Linked DNA regions of Hordeum vulgare: region 2 is linked to region 1. The links are chromatin contacts, called in public Hi-C maps. All regions are on one chromosome and are shown on one strand. Each heading gives the region's core, a stretch centred on a gene start, on an enhancer-like site or on the middle of the called end of the contact. The rest is flanking DNA. Distances are from core to core; before and after follow the strand shown.

Region 1 (7,619 bases), core at 2,432-4,931:
GACAAGGAGCCCAGGTTTCACCGGAAGACGAAGCACATCAAGCGCCGCTACAACTCCATCCAGGACCATGTCCAGAGTGGAGTGATAGATATTTGTAAAGTACACATGGATCTGAATATTGCAGACCCGTTGACTAAACCTCTTCCACGAGCAAAACATGATCAGCACCATAATGCTATGGGTGTTCGATACATCACAATGTAACTAGATTATTGACTCTAGTGCAAGTGGGAGACTGTTGGAAATATGCCCTAGAGGCAATAATAAAATGGTTATTATCATATTTCCTTGTTCATGATAATCGTCTATCGTTCATGGTATAATTGTATTAACAGGAAACAGTAATACATGTGTGAATGAATAGATCACAATGTGTCCCTAGCAAGCCTCTAGTTGGCTAGCTCGTTAGTCAATAGATGATCATGGTTTCCTGATCATGGACATTGGATGTCATTGATAACGGGATCACATCATTGGGAGAATGATGTGGTGGACAAGACCCAATCCTAAGCCTAGCACTAGATCGTATCGTTCGTATGCTAATGCTTTTCTAATGTCAAGTATCTTTTCCTTCGACCGTGAGATTGTGCAACTCCCGGATACCGTAGGAGTGCTTTGGGTGTATCAAACGTCACAACGTAACTGGGTGACTATAAAGGTGCACTACGGGTACCTCCGAAAGTGTCTGTTGGGTTGGCACGAATCGAGATCGGGATTTGTCACTCCATGTGACGGAGAGGTATCTCTGGGCCCACTCGGTAGAACATCATCATGAGCTCAATGTGACTAAGGAGTTAGTCACACGATGACGTGCTACGGAACGAGTAAAGAGACTTACCGGTAACGATATTGAACAAGGTATAGGTATACCGACGATCGAATCTCGGGCAAGTTCTATACCGACAGACAAAGGGAATTGTATACGGGATTGATTGAATCCTTGACATCGTGGTTCATCCGTTGAGATCATCGTGGATCTAGTGGGAGCCACCATGGGTATCCAGACCCCGCTGATGGTTATTGGCCAGAGAGGTGTCTCGGCCATGTCTGCCTGTCTCCCGAACCCGTAGGGTCTACACACTTAAGGTTCGATGATGCTAGGGTTATAGGGAATTGTTATACGAGATTACCGAAAGTTGTTCGGAGTCCCGGATGAGATCCCGGACGTCACGAGGAGCTCCGGAATGGTCCGGAGGTAAAGATTGATATATAGGACGGATGGTTTCGGACACCGGAAGTGTTTCGGGCATCACCGGTAACGTACCGGGACCACCGGGACCACCGGAGGTGGTCCCGGGGGACCACCGAAGGGGGGTGACGACCCCGGGAGGCTAGATGGGCTAAGTGGGGGAAGGGAACCAGCCCCTAAGTGGGCTGGTGCGCCCCCACCCATCCCATGTACACCAGAAAAAAGGGGAAGGGGGGAACCCTAACTAAGGTGGGCCTTAGGCCCACCAGATGGGGTGCGCCACCCCTCCTCCTTGCCCTGGCCGCCACTTCCACCATCTGGGAGGGCTGCCGCACCCCCTAGGGTGGGAACCCTAGGGGTGGCACCCCCTCTCCCCTTCCCCTATATATAGTGGGCACTTTTGGCCTTTGGAGCACACGGTTTTCCCTCTCCCTCGGCGCAGCCCTGCACTTCTTCCTCCTCCTCTCTGTCGACGCTTGGCGAAGCCCTGCCGGGAGACCTCGTCTCTCCACCAACACCACGCCGTCGTGTTGCTGGTCTTCTTCCCCAACCTCTCCCTCCTCCTTGCTGGATCAAGGTGCGGGAGACGTCACCGGGCTGCACGTGTGTTGAACGCGGAGGTGCCGTTGTTCGGCACTAGATCAGAATCGCTGCGAGTACGACTCCATCAGCCGCGTTCTAGCAACGCTTCCGCTTAGCGATCTTCAAAGGTATGAAGATGCTCTTACCCCTCTCTCGTTGCTGGTCTCTCCATAGGAAGATCTGAACATGCGTAGGAAAATTTTGAATTTATGCTACGTAACCCAACATGCACACCACAGGATTAGAGAGGTATGGCGCATTTGATCCACTCGATGTGACCGCTCCAGATGCGGTTGCGCATGTTGTATGCCCCCCACCATGTCGTGTAGCTTTGAGAAACAAGCCTCGAGATTTGGTTTCCATGCCGTGAGCGCCTCCACCTGTGCCGCCCCTTGGTAGTTGATCTGCTTGGTGAGGTCTTTGATATTGGCAGAGATCTCCTCGCTCGCCTTCGTCGGCTTCTCCTAGAGCTTGTCGAGGTACGCCTTGAGTGTTGGATCTATGGCATCAAAGAGTTGCTCACGACCACTTGCCCGCTTGTGCGTCTCTAGCGCGACAAAGAGTGATGGAGTGGTTCTGATACCACATGTTAGCCACCCTCTTGATATCTCTAGTTTAATAACAAATCGAGTTCAAATGGATCACAACGTGAGGAAGACGAAGTAGCTAGGACAAAATGAGATACATGCCGACACCGTTCTGGTCCTAGTCGTGATAGTTCTCTCCCGCTACACTCACCTTCATGTAACGACCAACAGCCTAACCACTCCTCGGACCCGCATATGTTTTTTTTTCAGGCAAGGATCCACATATGTAAGAGAACCATTGAGGCCGAGTGAACTTATGGTTGGGCCACCACTCTCTCATGTGTCATGATGGGGCGATAGCTTCCTTCGTGCGTGTTATTTCTGGGTTATCTGCGGGTCGCTAAACTTTAATTTTCGGTCTACATTAATGCCAAACTTAAATATAATAAAATTTCTTTACTCCAATAAAACTAGTCTAGATTTGATTTTGAATTTTTCAAAACCTACCGGCCTTTCACCTTGACCAACACGGCAAGCGTTGGGGATGATGACCTGGCGACGGTGCACGAAAAGGAAAAAAGGGAAATGGAGTAGCAATGTGTCTTCCCTTTCGCGCATCTCGAGAGGAGCCTATGCCCGCGGTCCCTTGCGTGCGCCGAGGCTACAGCGAGCGCTGAGCGATGCTTTTGAGGCCGTGCGTGCCTCCGAATCCAATACTCAACTCGCTGCCTGCCTTCCTGCCCGCATTTCCTGCTCGGGAGTCGGAACCTCATCGATGCTGCCGCCTGGCCGTGGCCTGGCCTGTGCTTTGGCTTTCTTTTCGTTCTCATCTCACGCCTGGCTGGCTGGCTGCCGCGGTGCAGTGCAGAGGAGGAGAAGCCTCCGTCAAACCGACGTTTCCTTCTCCCTCTCTCTCCCTGTTGTCATGTGGACGCAGACGCAGTGCAACGTCTCTTTCCTCTCGGCCCGTACGCCGAACGAAAGGCCACGGCTACAGATAGTGAGATGCTCCCCGCCTGATGAGGCTTGACCAAACGAACGGATGAACAGAACAAAACACGCGAGAGTCAAGAGAGGCTAGCCTAGCATCGGATGCCTGCTACTACTGGCCGTCGTGGTACTGCCGGGAGTAGATTTACTCGGGCAGAGGACCGAGGAACAGCGTCCAAATGCCCAATTAATACGACGCGAGAACGACCCTGTTGATTAATCAATTTACGTGCAGTGCAATGCGTTGTCCATGGCTGGCCTCCTGATCCGCGTGTAGATCCAACGACGCAGGAATGCGGTTAAAGCATTTGGTTTGAGCTGTTGGGTTTTGGACGGGGGATTGTTCAAGGCGTGCCGTGCATGCAGACGCAGCTGTGGGGGGTGGGTGGGTGGCGCACGTAGGGAAAGCCGAGCACGACGGCGAGGCTGACGTTGCCATCACGGGAGAGAGCGAGAGAAAAGAGGAGCAAAAGCTGAAAGCCCACGCCCACGCCACCCTGATAAGACGAGAGGGACGGTGGAACAGTTGAGTCGCGTTGCGTTGCCCACCCCCCGCCGCAACTCTCTCATCCATCGCATCCCACCCCATCCCATCCGACTCCTCCACACGCGCTTCGCGCCTCAAATAGCACGGGCAATGGCAGCGGCGCGGCCGTGTTGCAGCAGCAGCAGCATCCACCGGCAGCCACGCCTCCTCGTCCTCGCCGCCTGCGCGTCGCCCACGCCGCTGCAGCTGCTGCTGCTGCTTTAGCCGTCTCCGACTTCCGTTCCGAGGCGATCGCCGGCCGGATGGGTGATCTGGGCGTACGGGTTGTGGGCAGAGGCTGCGCCGCGCCCATGGAGCCGCGCAAGGAGATGGCGCCGCCGCCGCCGATGGAGCAGCACCATCCTCCCCTGTTCATGGATTTCTCTCGTCGAGATGGAGGTAACCGACGCATCGCGTGCTGCTGCTTGATTACCTTGCTTTCTCGTTCTCGGCGGCAGTTGTGATTGATTGAGGAGGTCATTAACTGACATACATCCATCTTGGGTCGATGCAGTCGCAGATGGCGGCAACGTGCGGAAGCGGCCGCGCGAGGCCGTGGCGCCGCCGGCACGGCTCTTCTCCCTGCAGGCGCCGCAGGGTTCCCCGGCGCACAAGGTGATACACCTGGCGCAGCTGCACCGGCGGCCGGCGGCGACGGGCCTGCGGCTCGACTTCGACGAGGGAGGCTCGGAGCACGTGGCGTGCACGTCGTCGTCGCCGTCCTCCGTTCTCCCCGGCGAGCTCGCCGCTCAGTGCGGGCAGTACAGTAACGAGATCGACCGACTGCTCCAGGAACACGTGAGGATCCGCGCGCTTGCTTGATTCGTTCTTGCCTTGCAATCGATCGATCTACTGTATCTACATGGTGGCTGTCGCGATGACGATGATGATGATGGTGGGTTCGTTCTGTCTTTGTAGGCGGAGAGACTCCGGCTTGCGCTGGCCGACACGAGGCGTCGGCAGAACCGCTCGCTGCTGGGCGCCGCGGAGGCGCTGGCCGCGCGGCGGGTCAGGGAGATGGAGGCGGAGACCTTCAAGGCGGCACGGCGCGGCGTCGAGCTGGAGGAGCAGCTGGCGCGGCTGAGGGCGGAGGCCGCGTCGTGGCAAGCCAAGGCAATGTCCGACCAGTCCACGGCGGCCGCGCTCCACGCGCAGTTGCAGCAGGCGGCGGCCACAGCGCAGGCGAGGAGCGGCAAGGCCGCCTTGGACGACGACGGCGCGGCGGGCGCGGCGGACGACGCCGAGTCTGGCTTCGTCGACCCGGACAGGGTGGTGGAGGTCATCGCGCCGCCGCCGGCGGCCAGGCCGTGCCGCGCGTGCCGGCTGCGGCCGGCGTCCACGGTGCTGCTCCCGTGCAGGCACCTCTGCGTGTGCGACGCGTGCGACCCCGGCGTGCCGGCCGCACTCGCCGGCACGGCCGCCGCCGCGGCCTGCCCCGCGTGCCGCTGCCCCGTCACCGGCACCGTGCAAGTCTTCTTCGCGTGAGACGGGTCAGCCGCCGCTGGATCATGAAACTGGGGCCATGGAGAAAGCTGTAGAACAGATCAAGACAGGGTGCATAATTCCTTCCTCTCTTTGCCCTCCCGTGCTAGTGGGCTGATCCTTCCATCCATGATCGCTTCACCTCTTTTGCTAGTGATGCTGTAAATCATTACTGCTGATTTGAATCTTGCGTGACAGTTTTTACTGCTAGTAACAGATTAATTAGGTTGATCTCATTTTGTTACCGCGCACCGCACGGCACGGCACGGCTAGGCTAGGCTAGGCCTACGGAGTGGTGAGCGGCGCAGTGTGCCAGTTGCCGCCTGGGGAGCCAAGCGGTTAATTGGTTGAAGCAGGGCGGGGGCGTGGGGACGAAGGGTGGGGTGTGGTGGGTGGGCGGGCAGGAGGAAGTGGCGGGAAACGCGGCAAACACGCGCGCGCCCGTGGCCGTACGCGCGATCCCGATCGGACGTACCGGAGCGGGTCACGGCAGGGCTGTCGGTTGCTCACACGCCGCGCTCCGTCTTTGATCATCAGCATTCTGCACTGGACAAAGACAGGCCAGGCCTTCGCGCGGCCGGCCGTCACCATGTCCATGGTTGATGCTTCAGAGGGGAGTGCCCCGGAGATGGAGGTGAACGCGTGCTACTGCTTACGGATACACTACCTGCAGTGAAATGTCACTTCATATGAACTCACCACACGGGAACGATACCGGTGCACCACCCATCCAAAATCACTAAATCACTGAATGGGTGTTTGAAAATTCTGAAAATAGTTTAGCGTGTACACATAACATATTATCTACCACTAGCAAAAAGGGCCCGTTGAACGGGAGAAAAAAAATCATGATCTCAAATCGCCATGACAATATTTTGCTAAATCATCGGTAATGTTTTGGCGAACATTCTCGCGGGCCGTCAGACCTCGCGCATCGGCGCTCTCCATCATTTTAACATATGTATTGTTGAAAAAAATTGTAACAGAGCTCCTGTTGTATAATTATTTTGCAACTGAGGTTTTGTTGTAGTATTTTTTATAACAGAGGCTTTATTACAGAATTGCTTTTTTGTCTTCATGCTTTTACAAACATTTTTACAACTGATATTTTATTGTAGATTTCTTTTTGCAACATAGGCTTTAATGCAGATTCTTTTTTTACAACATTGGTGATGTTGTAGAAGTTGTCCAAAAAATCATCAAGAGCCAACGGCATGTCACGTGGGAGACATGCAGTTAGGCAACAATGCAATATGATGTGGAAGGATGTAAGTCAGAACACCTCTTTCTAGAGGTTCAACTAATAAACTACATAGAGATGTATATAGACATATTTTAAAGTATAGATTCATTCATTTTATTCCGTATGTAGACACCTAATGAAATATTTTAAAAGACTTATATTTAGGTACGGATGGGGTATAACCTAATGACCACATGGCCTGCGTGCTTCAGTGTCAACACTTCAAGCATGGCCCGAGTGAAATCGGATGAAGCGATCCGACGATGCAGCGCCTGGCGGAGGCGCAAGTTATGATCAGTCGGCTGATTAATGTTGTTTCCTTTGTTTAATACACAATCTTTTAAAAAAAATCTTTTTCAAATGCTTGTTTTTAAAATTAAGAACATTTTTTGAATATGCATTTTTTAAATACTAACATATCCATGACCACCTTCATCTCCCCAACCTCCGCACTCTTTCTCCTCCGGCCCCGCGCTCCTCCCCGGACCAGCCTCCTCGGCCTCCCTCCTCTCCTCGATTTCTTTGGCCTTCGGAAATTTTGTTCCGCCATCTTCTTTCTTATAGTCATGAGGGCGTTCAATGATTCCCTCACGTCATTATCTTCTCCCTTCTTCAGTTTTCTCCTTATCGTTTTCTCTTTCATGGGGCCTCTTCCTAGGAGCAAACCAAGTTGGGAGTTGAGCGTCTTTTTCCATCCTCATCGTCATCATCATCATCATCTTGTGTTGCTTCTCCATCTGGATCTTTTTCCTGAAAGGAATGTCATTGTTCCCGCTGCTCTTCCACTTCTCCTCATTTTATATTTCCATGCAACAGTGGTGCAAAGCGAATGATTTGCCTTTTTTCCCTTGGTCCTTGAGCCATTCTTGAGCAATGTTGAGCTACATACCACACGTGAGAAAAGAAGTTAGCCACCAATCCATACGAGCCATGAAGAAAATAATTGATGAATTTGAACATATAATCACCTTATCTTTGCCATTTGTAGCCCTAGGGTTCATGTGTTGAAGTTGTGCCAAGCAAGACGCCAACTTTTGACACTCCCACGATTTAGTTATCCATCGATGTCGGAGCGAAGCT
Region 2 (6,743 bases), core at 3,636-6,135, 160 kb after region 1:
AAATTGACCAAATCATCGCCCACAACTACTTGTGTTCTACTCGTGCATAGAATCTATGCATAGACCTAGCTCATGATGTCACTGTTGGGGAACGTAGTAATAATTCAAAAAAATTCCTACGTGTCACCAAGATCAATCTAGGAGATTCTAGCAACGAGAGAGAGGGAGTGCATCTTCATACCCTTGAAGATCGCTAAGCAGAAGCATTGCAAGGAACACGGTTGATGGAGTCGTACTCGCGGCGATTCAAATCGTGGAAGATCTGATCCAAGCGTCGAACGAACGGCTCCTCCGCGTTCAACACACGTACAGCCCGGGGACGTCTCCTCCTTCTTGATCGAGAAAGGGAGGAGGATAAGTTGAGGGAGAGCTCCGGCAGCACGACGGCGTGGTGGCAGTGGAGCCCGTGGTTCTCCGGCAGAGCTTCGTTAAGCAGCACTGAGCAGGAGGAGGTGTAGGAGGGGGGAGGGCTGCGCCAGGGCAAGGGTTTCACGTGTCCCGCAGCCCTCTCACCCCCATCTATTTACATGGGGAAGGGGAGAGGGGGCCGCCCCCTTAGATGCATCTAAGGGGGGAGGCGGCGACCAATGGGGGAGGCTTGCCTCCCGAGTTGGTGGGAGGAACCCCCCACGCCCTAGGGTTCCCAACTCTAGGCGCCTTGGGCCTTTGGTGGAGGGCGCACCAGCCCACTAGGAGGCTGGTTCCCACCCACTTTCAGCCCACGTGGTTCTCCGGGACAGGTGGCCCCTACCGGTGGACCCCCGGTACCCATTCGGTGATCCCGGTACAATACCGATAAATCCCGAAACCTTTCTGGTGACTGGAACTGGATTTTTCCATATATAAATCTTCTCCTCCAGACTATTTCGGAACTCCTCATGATGTCCGGGATCTCATCCGGTACTCCGAACAACTTTCGATAACCACATACAATTCCCATTACAACTCCAGCGTCACCGAACCTTAAGTGTGTAGACATGACCGAGACACCTCTCCGGCCAATAACCAATAGCGGGATCTGGATACCCATATTGGCTCCCAGATGTTCCACGATGATCTCATCGGATGAACCACGATGTCGGGGATTCAATTAATCTTGTATACAATTCCCTTTGTCTATCGGTATGTTACTTGCCCGAGATTCGATCGTCGGTATCCCTATACCTTATTCAATCTCGTTGCCGGCAAGTCTCTTTACTCGTTTCGTAACACATGATCCCGTGACTAACTCCTTAGTCACATTGAGCTCATTATGATGATGTATTACCGAGTGGGCCCAGAGATACCTCTCCGTCACACGGAGTGACAAATCCCAGTCTCGATTCGTACCAACCCAAACACACTTTCGGAGATACCTGTAGTGCACCTTTATAGTCACCCAGTTACATTATGATGTTTGATACACCCAAAGCATTCCTACGGTATCCGGGAGTTGTACAATCTCATGGTCTAAGGAAATGATACTTGACATTAGAGGCTCACTGGGGACATGGTGTGGTCTATGTATTCACACATGTATTACGATTTTCGGTTAATACAATTATAGCATGAACAATAGACAATTATCATAAACAAGGAAATATAATAATAACCATCTTACTATTGCCTCTAGGGCATATTTCCAACACCTCCTCCCTAGGGGCATGCGAGTAGTGCTTTACTTCGAGAAAGCTAATACAATTTTACAGTAAGTACGTGAGTTCTTCATGACTAATGTGAATACATGGTAATACGCACTCTCAACTCCACATTTTGTAGCCTCTTCAGTACCGTGCATTGCCCATTCTCACCTCGAGGATCGGTGCAACTTTCGCCGGTTCATCCAAACCCCGGGACATGATATGCTCTGTTGCACATAAGCCTCATTATATCTTCATCAAAACAGCCACCATACCTACCTATCATGTCATTTCCATAGCCATTCCGAGATATATCGCCATGCAACTTCCACTGTCACATCATATGACCTGTACATCCATTGTCACATCGCTTCCTGATACTCGTGATCTGCGTTGGGTTTTTCGTGAAGAGGAACAAGTTATTGCAGCATAAAGTGGGTAAGTATTTCCCTCAGTTATGAAATCAAGGTTTATCGAACCAATAGGAATATCAACCACAACCGTCTTTAGCGGGTACACACAAAAGAACAAACAAGTTGCACCCAACGTGGACAAGAGAGACCCTCTTGTCTTGTTATTTGCAAGTAAGTGAGGTGTGTAGATAATTATAGATAGCAAAATAAAATAAAAACAAGTAAATAACAGGAAGGTAATGAAGATTTTATCAATATATTGTGAATAGACACGGGGGCCATAGATTTCCCTAATGACATCTCTCATGGAAAAATAGCATATGGTGGGGGTAAACAAATGGTTGTTGGTCAACTGACAAAAAAACGGATAGTTATGCGATATTCGCGGCAATGATCATGTGTATATAGGCATCACGTCCATAAACAAATAGGTCGACTCCTGCTTGCACCTATTACTATTACTTCACTTTAAGAGCGCTTCTATGCTTGTCTATCTACGTATTAAGTTCATGACGAACGAAGTAATGCATGAAGTAAGATGACATGATGTAGACAAAGTAAACTCAAACAATATGAATAAACCTTATCTTTTTATCCTTAGTAGTAGCAACACAAAGACACATCTTGATATGAGAACACGTTTGATGAATTGGAGAATTGATGGTTGGCTTAATGACTTGATAGTTTGTTATATTGAGAGAGAGATCTTCAAAAGTAATGATCTTGGTGAAATTAAGAAGTTTTTTGCCTCGGTCTTCTAGACGTCATTGAAAACTTCATTATCGGTATGTATTAGTTATTATATATATTAAAACATGCCTATATTTTCATTGTATTTGGTTTTTCATTTGTAATGTGTATTGACTCTTTCGATTTACATTAAAGATTTCTTTTCTTAAGACTTTGTGAGACTTTTTTTTTCGTCTTTCGCCTTTAAACCACGGACGTGTCCGGACGCATTTGAAGAGTCGGATTTATAAAGTTCAATTGTAGATGCTTTAAGATTCAGGGACGGAAAAAATCGCTTAAAATGAACATGTATGGCCCAAAGGAGTTGTGGCCGATGGAAGCTTTGCATCGCCTTCTTGCCGACATGCGGTATCCATCCACGGTAGAGCCCCTGCCAGTCCGAGACTGAAAGCGTAGTTCCATCCCATCCATCTTTTGCAAAATACTTCATTGATGTACCATTTTTCCTGTCCGTCAGTAGCATCTGACAGTCGGCACTCGGCACTCGGCACGTGCTCAATGGGTGCCACTTCGATACGTGAACATTTTATTTTTGAACGAGGGTGACCAGTGAACCGTGATTCTTCCAGGAAGGTCAGCACCGCATCCGAATCTCTCATTCTCTCGCAAAGGAAACAAGAAAAGAAAAGTCTGCAAGCATCATCGAAAGGGCAGCCCTGCGCAGCGCATATCCCATTCTGGAGCTACAAACGAACCTTTGATGCAAATCTACGCAGAAGGATACATACACCTATACAAAGAAGATATACACGGAACAGAAGGATCCTGAGAAGCGGTCGTGCTTTTCGGACGAGCGGCTCACCGAACCCCGCCGACTGATCGCATCGCCTAGACGCCTCCGTGGCACCGAACGCGACACCGCGAACCAACAGGTGGCGCTGGCACGGGAGCGGAGGGTCAAAGACGGGCACCACGTGACGGAGCCCTTTGCAACACGCAGGCGCGCGTCGTGGCCGCACGCAGCCTTTGCGTGTCCCTGGACAAAGCGCGCGTCCGCCATCCCGGCGCCGGACCCGAACGTCGACAGACGATGCCGCCAAAAGGCGAGCGCAGCCACCCGGCCATTTCTCCGTCCAGCCGGACTCGAACGACTCTCCCTCCACCTTGAAGAATCAGGCGGACGCCTAGCTTGATTTTAAGCTATTCTTTCTTCGCGTGCAAGTTGGCGATTTCCTTATTCATCCATCGCTTTTGATTATCCGTGTCATCGGTATTTTGCGAACAAATCGTCGCAATCTTTTATCTGCTTGATGAGATGGAGAATTCGTACTGTACTACTGTAATATCGAATTAAACAAGTATATTTGTCAATGCGCTGGGCATCCAGCAGTGCAACAATCAGAGGCCTGATCACGCTTCTCCTTGCTCGGCGTGGTTAGTCTCGAGATTACAAACAACAGAGTAGTTAACGAACCAGCACGTGCCACGCGAAACTCTACCGTGCCGCGTGTCCCGACGGTTTCCGAAAAGCGTGTTTTTCATTATTTTTCTTGATTCACAAGAATGCGTGTTTTTCTCGATAGCCTGTTCTTGTTTACTATTCCCTCCGTCCCATTACGTAAAACGTTTTCTGGCATTAAGGAGTAGTTGTCGAGTATTAATTTGCTATAAGCGGTATTGCAAGTGAGAATTGATTTCCCTGACAGGAGGAATACGGTAACGCGTCTGATTTGTAGTTATGTCAAATCGTCCTCAGCAAGTATAATTTATCATGGAAAATACTCCATGCCTAAAAATCCGAAGTTCGCTTGATATCTCTGTATAGGGTACATAAATCAGGTTATTATTTTTTACTTCTTTGTAGTATTAAATTAAGTTAAATCTGACTGGCCAATGCTGTGATCTCACAGTTCCAATTCATTTCCTAGGAAAGAAATTCATTTCCACCGAAAAAGAAGAAAAGGCCAGCTGCAAACTGATAATAGAACATATACTACTACGCAAACAGCTAGACAAAAAAGGCAATCATAATTCGCATCAACGGCAACAAGGCCCCACTTAAGATATTTTATTTTCGCAGTGAGGTACCATCCGTTAATAAGCTCAAACTCGAGGGCACATCCGTCATATCCGGCACCGCCTTCTTTCTTCTAGCGATCTCCTCCGTGGCTCCGTGCCTCTTCTTCCCCCTCGAAGACAAAAAGAGCCCCGAGAGGAGAGAAAAAAAAAAGCAGGACTCCACACCTGTGGGCTTCTACTACGAGTCCGGCAGTTTCTTCGCCTCCACGCGAAGGCGGAATCGCCCGCTCTCACGCCCCGAGAGAACCCCGAGCCGGAACACGCTCCCATCGCGTTGGCAGCGCCGTCGGCAGTCGCCGGCGACCGGCGGCGGCGGCGGAGATGTTGGAGGACCAGGTCGCCTTCCTGCTGCAGAAGTACCTCGGCAACTACGTCCGGGGGCTCAGCAAGGAGGCCCTCAAGATCAGCGTCTGGAGAGGTGAGGAGCCCCCCGCCCCGCTCCCGTTCCCCTGCCCCGTCCCCGCACTCGCTTCAATCCGCTCTGCTGGTTAGCTGTTTCAGTCCGATTGGTTCCTCGCGGGTGATCAGGGAAGCGCTCGCGGCTGATTTGGCTCGTTTCTCTCTTCGTCTGCGCGGCTTTGCTTGTTGCTGTGAGTAATGTTTCTAGTGACAGTGGTGGATTGCTATGGAACGGCTGTTGGCAGGCCGAACCTGAGCTTAGTTTGGTCCGCATGCTTCGTTTTTGGTTGTCGCGATTCGTTTTGGTAGGCGGCGTCTGGGCACTGTCTGTTGGTGTTGCGTGCTTGCTGTGAATGGTTGCAATGGGGATGGCATTGGTAGCGAGTTTGAGCTAGTTACTGCAGGTGGAAGTTATTTTTGGATGCTCCGGTGCAGTCACTTTGTTCCCCCTCTGATCGTACAACTCTTTATTCTTCATTTATTTTCTCACATTATATTTTGATTGCCGAGAGAATATTCATGCATCAAATACATTATGTTGTGGTATGCCAAAGCCAATTGGGTATTAGGATTTGATGGGCGTAATGGGTGGGCATTGGTTATATATGTCAGACTTCAGAGAGGATCCAACATTTGTTTTCATATTCTAAGTGTTTGTACTTGCAGTTGTAGTGTTTAGACATTGGACAGTGTTGTGATGGTTTACTGTATTTTGTAGAGCTTACTTGGTGGTAATTCACTGGTTGCATCAGCTAGAGCCTAGATGGTTAGTGCGAGCCTTTGCCTATGGGTAGATAGTGTGAATATGACACTGATGTTCCCGAACATATATACTCATGTCACTTGGTCAAATATCTCCATTAGTCACTCAAGGATAGCCCTTGAACTTACATGTTTGCAATAACAATGCATATGGCTGAACCCTGAAACCCCGGATAACATATATCCCTGAGATGCTGTATTTCATTTTGAAGCCAGTCGCTGTATTCTGACCATGCCTGTCCTATTCTGCTGATCCTCAAATCTGATTGTCTGGAACATGGTGATGGGATACACTCATCTGGACTCTGGGGGCGAAAAGAAGAGAAATATGCCCTTATGGTGGGTCATCCTATCATTGGCAGAGCTACAGGGTGGGTACCGGAGCTGGCTGCTGACGCTGAACCATGCCATGCTGTCTACCGACATCGGCGAGGCCCTGGATCCCATCCTTCAGCACACCGCATCCCCTTCTACATGCCCATGTCAGATGATTTTTGGGAGGAGAATGTGATATATGCATTTCCTGGTCCCCACTAGCGGAACTTGCTCTCTCGACCAACAATAGAGAGTCAGGAAGACAAAATATGAGTCAGGGGATTGTTCACTTAACTGATGTAGGTTATGTGCATAAAGTCAATGGAATTGATCCTCTATTATCAGTTTTGTTAAAAGTAGCAAAGTTTATGAGGCGGAGTGTACACAATCAAGTCATATAAAGGACTTATTACTAGTTATGAAAAAAAATCTTGTGATAGTTGGAAGGTGTGGAATTAACTGATGC

Evidence for each region. Hi-C and Micro-C count contacts between places; a contact is called where the count stands out from the background.
Region 2: a contact with region 1 is called in a Hi-C map of seedling, with 6 times the contacts expected there. The contact joins the promoter of LOC123439026 here to the promoter of LOC123439010 in region 1. A contact is called at or near these places in 6 of 6 Hi-C or Micro-C datasets (leaf, seedling and an unstated tissue) and 1 of 1 datasets of contacts at active chromatin or transcription factors (embryo).

What each region holds. Positions count from the first base shown.
Region 1 is chr1H:381,535,282-381,542,900 of MorexV3_pseudomolecules_assembly, forward strand. It overlaps LOC123439010 (BOI-related E3 ubiquitin-protein ligase 1-like), which reads left to right and starts at 3,682. Exons shown (of 3, transcript XM_045115820.1): 1 at 3,682-4,213; 2 at 4,329-4,612; 3 at 4,733-5,527. The coding sequence starts at 4,078. The coding sequence ends at 5,299.
Region 2 is chr1H:381,692,320-381,699,062 of MorexV3_pseudomolecules_assembly, forward strand. It overlaps LOC123439026, which reads left to right and starts at 4,886. Exons shown (of 62, transcript XM_045115821.1): 1 at 4,886-5,219. The coding sequence starts at 5,123.